Linked DNA regions of Mus musculus: region 1 is linked to region 2. Evidence: chromatin contacts called from public Hi-C data. All regions are on one chromosome and are shown on one strand. The core of a region is the stretch at or near the end of the contact, and the rest is flanking DNA. Distances in the headings are between cores, read along the strand shown. Region 1 has its middle 69 kb from the start of 7420700N18Rik. Region 2 overlaps Fut10 (fucosyltransferase 10).

What was found. A called contact is a pair of places that touch in the nucleus more often than the background predicts.
Region 1: a Hi-C map of muscle stem cells shows a contact between it and region 2, with 4 times the contacts expected there. The contact joins two enhancer-like sites. A contact is called at or near these places in 2 of 39 promoter capture datasets (the 3T3-L1 cell line and hippocampal neurons), 14 of 484 Hi-C or Micro-C datasets (the C2C12 cell line, the C3H10T1/2 cell line, the HL-1 cell line and 8 more), 1 of 115 datasets of contacts at active chromatin or transcription factors (embryonic stem cells) and 1 of 9 other capture datasets (adipose tissue).

What each region holds. Positions count from the first base shown.
Region 1 is chr8:31,296,578-31,300,848 of GRCm38.p6, forward strand. No RefSeq gene overlaps it. Among named protein-coding and RNA genes, the nearest start is that of 7420700N18Rik, 69 kb to the right of the region's middle. Within about 2 kb of position 1,869, at least 9 of the 459 cell types and tissues checked have an H3K27ac peak or open chromatin away from gene starts, as enhancers often do. A contact at or near this core is called in the STO cell line and muscle stem cells, where this site is marked.
Region 2 is chr8:31,209,088-31,213,507 of GRCm38.p6, forward strand. The region is part of intron 3 of Fut10 (fucosyltransferase 10); the gene reads left to right. Among named protein-coding and RNA genes, the nearest start is that of Fut10, 24 kb to the left of the region's middle. Within about 2 kb of position 2,689, at least 38 of the 459 cell types and tissues checked have an H3K27ac peak or open chromatin away from gene starts, as enhancers often do. A contact at or near this core is called in the STO cell line and muscle stem cells, where this site is marked.

The DNA.
Region 1 (4,271 bases), core at 619-3,118, 87 kb after region 2:
AAAAATGGAAGCATGCCGTGTGTGTTTAGCTTATTCACTAAGTATGGTGTTTACAACTTCCATCCATATAGTGGCATGGGTCACAATTTTCATTTGTTTGAAAGCAGAATATATGCCGCTATGTGTCCATATTATGCTTTCCTGGCTTATATTATGAATTGCCTGGATCTTTGGACTAATGTGAATAATATGACTGTTCACAACTTGGTGGAAGAGTATTTATTTAATTCCCTGCTTTCATTTCTTTCACCGACACACATGTTCACAACTGGAATTGCTGGATCCATTTTTACTTCTCTGATGAACTGCGATACTCTTTTCACAATGGGGATACTGATTTACATTCTCAGCATCCAGGAATAAAGACTGCAGTTTCTCTATTGTCTTACAAACTCTCTCTCTCTCTCTCTCTCTCTCACACACACACACACACACTCCTCCTAATAGAAGCCATATTAATGGGTGTAAAGTCACAGCTCAAGTTTGATTTGCAGTGCCCTAACATTCATGTTAAGCATTCTGCCATGTTTTTTTTCTTAGTGTAGATGAAACAGTTTACATGTAATTATTTATGCTAAAGAAGTAGATATCAGATATCTGGTACTGACAGATGAGTGAAGTTCCAGCATATATCTGTGTTGTCTTTTTTTTTTTTTTTTTTTTTTGGTTTTTCAAGACAGGGTTTCTCTGTATAGCCCTGGCTGTCCTGGAACTCACTTTGTAGACCAGGCCGGCCTCAAACTCAGAAATTCACCTGCCTCTGCCTCCTGAGTGCTGGGATTAAAGGTGTGCGCCACCACGCCTGGCTGTGTTGTCTTTTAAATGAAAACAGGAACATCAGTCGGCATTCCTATCAGGACGCCATTCATGGCATCAGTGACTTAGGTGGTTTCTTTACTAAAGAACATGAGAATCAGTCATTTACTTTTTATCTCTTTGTCAAATAATGGTTGAGTTGGAATTATACCTTAGCAGCTAACTAAGCCACAAACTTGACAAAAGCAAACTCTATGCCATTTTGTGAGTGTCCAGTTTTGTACAGCACTAACACAATGTGTTGTACATTTTATTTTATGCTTTGTGAATCACGTGCTATGAAACTTTATTCAATAAAATGTTTAATATATACATAGTTCCCTCAGCCCCTACCCAGAAGATGCATTTCGGGTAAAGTGTGAAAAAGTGCCATCACTTGATGCAGTTTTATTCCAAAGCTTTCCTATAGCATAGATTTTAAGTGCAACTCATCAGTTGACCAGCAGGTGCCACTGTGGTGTAGGGTCACAGTCACAGGCTGGCGCTTCCTGGAAGAATGTACCAGAGTTGTAAGTTAACCATCTCCTAAATTCACTCTGTGGAAAGCATGTCACACCCATGTTCTGTGACAATGGACAACAAAGTGACAGGCATGACGTGTTGGTTTTGTTTGGTGATGCTAGGGTTTGCACATAGGGCCTTATACATGTTGGGCAAAGGTTTTGGGGGTGTTTTTCTTTTGAGATACCATCTCACAGAGTTGTTCAGGTTGGCTTTTGAACTTGTGATTCTCTGACGGATACCTCTCTAGTACCTAAGGGTACAGTTCTATGTATTTTAAACTTTTCTGATTGCATTCAGAAAACCAAACTGCTGTCTGATTGGCTCTCCTTGCTTCCACCTCTTCTGACCACCCCTGTCCTCGCTCACCCCTTTCATTCACGTTGTCTGTCTTGTTGTCTCTCAGCACTTTATGTAAGTACACCGTGCATGGAGCTCAGTTGATCCTTCCCTGGGGCCCTTTCCTCACGTTCTGGGCCAACTCCCTGTCATGCATATCTAGAGCTAGGTCTCACGGGAAGATCAGCGATTAGCTTTGGGGTGAGTATTTCCCTACTTTTCAGTGAACTGGTTCATTTTGCCCTGTTAAGCAGAAGACAGCTGATCTGGCATCAATGCCGTACAAAGATGTGATTCTGGTAAAAGAAAGACTCCTGTCCCTAAAGTGTTGTTTCTGGGCTTACTTCCGCGTGAATTCACAGTGGGCTGGTGTGCCTGTTACAGACGGAGTAATTTTCCTGCAGACTGTGGGAAATAATGGTTTGGGGGTGGGTAAAGGATGCTTGGATAAGAGAAGAGGGATTTGATGACTATTTGTCGTTTGCTGGCTTATCTGTCAAAGTCCGAGGAACAGCTCAGCTCTCTTCCTCGGCGCTCATGCGTCAATATTATTGATGCAGGCGAGAAGCTAAAATGAGCCCAGACATGCCAACTGTTTTCTTCGTCCACAAAACAAATTTGTTGCTTAGGTAATAAATGTGTGGCTTCCTTCTTCCCTTCCCGGGATTCTCTTGTCTCTGTTTCCTATTTCCAGGCATAGGTGTGCTGGGACAGTAGACGGGTGCTACCGTATCTGGCTTGAGATGGGGTCACGTAATGCACTTTAGGCATGGAGCCATCTCCCTAGCCCTACATTTATCCTCACCCTCCTGGTATTTGAAAGAGCACTTGGAATGCAGCAAACATGTAAGGCATTGTACTTTCCGTTCCCTGTTTCCACCTTGCCTTCCCCAAAACATCTTCCTTCTCTTGGCTGTTCTCTCTTCCTCTCCCCTCCCCCAGTGTAAAGCATCTTCAGGTTGGCGTGAATGAGAAGGTAGAAGAATCATTATTCTTTTGTTCCCCCCTCAGCTATGCATTTGCCTAAGTGATTCTTTGGATGGGAAGCAACTAAAACCACTCTAAAGAGGAAAGATCCATTTATAAAAATACCCACGGCCTATTATTGCATTGATGGCCGGCTAGGAACATATTAAATCTTGCCAGAGCGCTTCATTATGAGTTCTCATAATTCTTGGCTGTCCTTATTTGTTTAAGAGTGAAATGCAAGTCCAGAGAGCCACCCCTCTTCTCTGTGGCATTGTTTGCCACATGGGGGACTCGGAGTCGCATCGTGTGATGATTGAGAAAATAAGTCTGGCTTCCCCGTTGCCGTGTTAGAGAATTTGTCTCAGAAGTAGTAGTTGTGAGTCCAGCATTATAGTAACAAGAGGAGAAGTGGGAAAGAAGGGAGACATTTACTTTCTCAGCCCTAAATAAAGATATCAGAGTTTCTTGCAACAGACCTTGGAAAAAAATTTTTTTGTGGTACTTTGCTTTCTCAAAATGTGGTGGGACATCCCCAGTTCCCTTTGGACTCTCTAAGCATCTTGGGACATTGCAGGTGTTGCTTTTTCTTTCTTTTATAATAGAAAACTTCAATCAGTCAAGGGAAACACATAAGCTTCTCCATCATTCTTATTCTTACTTCTAATAATTTTTAAAGATTCATTTATTATTTCATGTATGTGAGTACACTGTTGCTGTCTTCAGACACACCAGAAGAGGGCATCACATTCCCATTACAGATGGTTGTGAGCCACCATGTGGTTGCTCCGTATCAAACTCAGGACCTCTGGAAGAGCAGTCAGTGCTCTTAACCGCTGAGCCATCTCCCTAGCTCTTTTCTTACTTCTAATTCCCAGGCCCATGACTCCTCAAAACAGGAGAAGGAATGAGTCAGTTGGGATATATACATTCAAATTCCTACACTGCAACTCACCTAGCCCAAATTCTGCCTCTACTCCATGTGGTATGGTTTTGGGAAGACAGAAGACAGTACTGTATATAATTCTCAGGTACAGAGCACACAGTTTAAAGGTCTTTGGAGAATATATTTTGGCATTATGACCAAGGGATTCACTAAGCATTCCATAAAATACACAGAAGTCATATGGAATACCAGAATAGGCGATATGCCAATGAGTGGGTCTTAAAATTTAAGTTAAGAAGAGCATGGAACTTTATTTTCTTCTTCTTCTGATGAACAGATGTTCTTCCAATGGCCACTCATTCCTCAGGAGATACCCTTCCCTTCCTCTCAAGCCTCTGCCATGTCATTCACTGGGATCTGCTATAAGGATCTGGCCAGCCTAAGCTCTAGATATGCTGTGGTAATTGGTAGATATGAAGCTGGTCAGAGAATGAAGAGCTGTGGCTTCTAGTTCTCCACTGAGAACAACTTTGGGCCAGATATAGTTTTTAACATCAGACATGTTTTCAATACTTGAGCTCGACAATACATATAGTATCCACGCCATGAAATATAACATCCACTCACCTTATGTTTCCTCCCTAGGCGTCTTTCTGAAGGTCACTCTCCATCACATTGGTGTGGAGCCACCTTCCTGTAGAGAACTTGGACACCTGCACACTTCTGCTTCCCACCTCTCCTTCTTCCATCCTCAGTCTAGAAT
Region 2 (4,420 bases), core at 1,439-3,938:
TCACCATCGTGTGATACATAGCACTATTATAAAGCTAGGAGTTCGCTAGCCTTCCCTCTGACTAAGGTTTTGCTTTAAGATTGGTTTGATCTGGTATTTTTATGCCTAGTGGACGGGAACTCTTGAGAGAAACTGACTGGTCTCCAGAAAGTACAATTCCTTCCCTCTGAACATGTGAGTGAATCTGGCAGTATCCCTCCATGCGGTGCCTTTCCTTCGGTGCCTTTCCCTTCGGCTTCCTCTGCATCCTTGCTTTGCTGTATGTCCAAGGGTGTCTCAAGCTGATTTGACAAGATGGTTGCTAAGCCTCACGGCTCATCGGCAATGCTGCTCATCCTCCCCCCCCCCCGCCCCCCCAGCAGCCAGTGGAATGAGATGACCCGCACTGTGTACCCTTTTCATTTTCCTCCTCACTTGGTACTGTCCACACATAAATGTCATAACTGAGGGTCAGAATCCTTTTCTACTATGTGTAAGTCTTTTGGGGCACGTGGAAGGCACAATGAACACTTGTGTGGCCATGTGAAGGCGTTTATGGTGACCAGGGGTTCTTTGCAGAGTCCCGAGTTTAGACAGAGGAACTCTAGATTGACAACAAATAGCATGAATTCAGGTGCGATGTCCTCATCTGAGCACATTGGGTAGATAACTCAACAACAGCCACTTTCCCTTTAATTTATACAATCACACGTTCCTGGGAAATTAGAAATAAAACTAGTCACATTTAAAATATTTTTCTTAAGTGTTATTAAGTTTACTCAATGTAGTATTTTTAATCATAGTCACCGGATGTGATGAATTTTCATGTGGTGGTTTAAAAACAATCTTTCTTTCTGGCTGTCTGTCTTGATAACAAGGTGAGTGCAGCAGTTTCCGTTTCTCAGCTGACGATTGATTTGCTCTCGATATGGTAGAATGTGAGGGGTTAACTTAGAGATCATAGAGTTGAACTTATTTCACAGAATGCAGTAAGTAAGTCTTATTAGCACTCTGAAGTACCACATACGCACTGGGGACCAGGCCAAATCTTATCTGGACTCCACTTCCAGGTGCACCCAAGACGTCATTCTCATCTTCACTCACCCATAGCAGGAGTCCAGAGATTTAGTTCCCACTGAAAAAGCAAAGACCACTGCTATACAGTGTGTATAGTCTTTCTCATCTATTGGATGGAACACAGGGCCCCCAATGGAGGAGCTAGAGAAAGTACCAAGGAGCTGAAAGGGTCTGCAACCCTATAGGTAGAACAACAATATGAACTAACCAGTACCCTCAGAGCTCATGTCTCTAGCTGCATATGTAACAGAAGATGGCCCAGTCGGCCATCATTGGGAAGATAGGCCCCTTGATCTTGCAACTTTATATGCCCCAGTACAGGGGAACGCCAGGGCCATGAATTGGGAGTGGGTGGGTAGGGGATCAGGGCGGGGGGAGGGTATAGCATTTGGAATGTAATTGAAGAAAATATCTAATAAAAAATTGGGGGGAAAAGAAAAAAGAAAAAGAAAACATGACTGCCATCCAGGGCATGGTGGTGCACGCCTTTAATCCCAGCAGTTGGGAGGCAGAGACAGACGGATCTCTGAGTTCAAGACCAGCCTGCTGTCTAGAGTGAGTTACATGACAGGCAGGGCCAGGTCTACACCGAGGAACCCTTTCTTGAAAACCAACAACAACAGCAAAAACAAAGAGAATGAAAAAGAAAACACAACTTGTAGTTCCTTTTCCCATGGCCATGAGCAGTTGCTCTCTTATATCCAAAGTTGCACAAAAGTATGTCAGAGCTGTCTCTTTCTCCTTAGCACAATCTCTCCTAATTTTCAGCTCTGCATACTGGTTCTTGCCCATTTTCACGGACTCCCCTGAATACCATAACTTCTTCCCTGGTCAGTGCCTCCTCCCAGCACGCTCTAGTGGTCTTGCATGCAGCTGCTTGCCTCTTCTGCTGCTTCGCTCCCCATTTCGCAGCCTCTATCCATGCTGACTTCCTTTCTTCTCGTGTAATTACCATGCTACCTGCTATCTGAAACCACACTGCTGCTTTCTCCTCTGGAATGTTCCTTCTACTCCCTAATTCTCTTTGTTCCACTCATCCACTCATCCTTCAATCTCAGCCTGTATCACTACTACCCTAGGACACCTCCTCTAACCTGCTGACCAGGTCTAGCCTGCCCTTAAAACATCTCACAAGTCCTCTGAGTTCTGATGTAACATTTACCATGTGACTGATCGCTGGGTGCCTTTCCTACTGTGCTGTGAGCTTCACAAAAATGAGGGCTTTTGCCATTTTACTTCCTATTGTATTTCTAGTCCTGAACATACTCCCCCCCCCCCCCCCCCCCGCCCCCATGCCAAACACTGAAAGAGCTGCCCTGGCCAACCTAATCAAGAGTTTTGTGGCAAGAGTAAGCTGTTCCACATGATGACAAGAGGGGGCAGCAGAGAGCTGTCAGAGTAGAAGCCTCTGTGAGGTTAGCAAACCAGGCTTGTCCGGCTCTTTAATTAGGAACAGACTAGGAGAGGGAGAAATGTCAATTTGGAAACCGAGAGGCCAGAGAACGATCTGTTCAGAAGAAAAATGGGGTGAGAGTGAGAAGGTTCTAGCAGGAGTTCAGGAGAGGAGGCTGGTGAGGTTTGTGAGCATGTCTTAGCCCCTGGCTGGGTGTCCTCATTCACGGCGGTCCTTTCCAGGGCTGGAAAGGATCCTGCCCCAGTCATGCTGCAGACAGGCTAGTCCATGAGGATGGGAGCCGCTGTGTTCTGGCCAGCAGCTTCTTTTCCTCTGGGAGCTCACAGTACATAGAGAGTGGCAATTCTGTCCCTCCACGAGATTTGAGACTCACAGGCTGGACCTTGAGACACGAGGAAGAAGGAGAAGGGTAGGAAGTAACATTTCCAAAGTGCCCTGTGTCACAGACACAACAAAGTCTGTCTGGTAAGATTACACTTTAACGCATTTGAAAGGTGGATGTATTCTGCTCTGCGGGTTACAGTCGTAAGTGTCGGCCATTCATCAGGCGGCTAATCTGAATTTTAACCTTAGCCTCGTGGTTTACAAATCTGTCTTTCTGATATGTACTCAGAAGACACGGAGACTCCCCCCACATTTTTTAAAGCTTCTTCTTGTGTAAGGAGAGCATGGTCTCTTTTTACTCCTGTGTTACACGAGGACTAACATTTTTATGAGGGAGGTGGAGAGTTCAGCTTGGCTCACTTGAGGGCTCTGGGTTCCACCCCCAGCACCACACACAGAAAAGCTGCGCTGGAAACGGTTACCCTAATTATGTGTGTGTTGGTTTCTGGGAAGTATTTAGGTTGATATCCACACTCTGTGTGGCTGGCCTGTAAAGGGAACTCTGTCAGGACCTTCCTCTTGATTTTATATGGAAACAAGCAAACATTTTGGGAGGGTTTCTTGGTCAGAGTGGCTCCCCGTGTAGAGAAAGGAGTTATCAGCTCACAGCTCAGGAACCAGCTTTAGAATTATTCCGAGTTTCTGTGAGGTCCTCTGGAGAGAGTCCCCTCAGGAGAGCTTGCTCTTACGCCCACCCTCCATACCCCCAGTACCTCTATTGCCTTCACTGTCTCCATGGTCTCCACTGCAGGCACTGTGCCTGCTACACCCACTGCGCACACTGCACCCACTGCTTCCTGTGTGCCCACTGCCTCCACTGCATGCACTGTGCCCACTGCTCTCACTGCATCTACTGAGCCCACTGCACCTGCTATGCCCACTGTTCCCACTGCCCCCACTGTGCCCACTGCACCCATTGCCTCTACTGCACCCACTGCCTCCGCTGCACGCACTGTGCCCACTGACCCCACTATACCCACTCTATCCCCTTGCACCCTCTGCACTCACTGCTCCCACTACTTCATCCACTGCATTAACGGTGCCCTCTGCCTCCACTGCTCCTACTGTCCCCGCTGCCCCACTGAACCCACTGCACCTACTGCACTCACTGTAGCCCTACACTCCCTGCAGCCACTGCACACACTGCCTCCATTGAGCCCACTGACCCTACTACACCCACTGTACCCCTTTGTACCCTCTGCGCTCACTGCACACTGCACCCACTGTGCCCACTGGGCCCATTGTTCTCACTGTCTGTCTCTCCTGCCCCTCAGTACCCAATGCCCTCACTGTGTCCCCTGCACTCACTGCACATATTACACTGTAGGCTTTGGCTTGCTATGCCTGAGCACCCTAGCCCAGGTCCCTGACTTCACTGTCCACAGAGCCCGTGTGGCTAGGAGGTCTGTGGCCTGGGATGGAAGAGCATCATCTCAAAAGATAGAAAGCCAGCAGAGTTGAGGGCAGTGCCCAGCACTGTCTCTGTTACCTTAGCAGCTGAGAACTGAGCACGGGCAAGTGCTTTTGGCAAGGGAGAGATATGTGACTCTATCAAGTACTAAATCA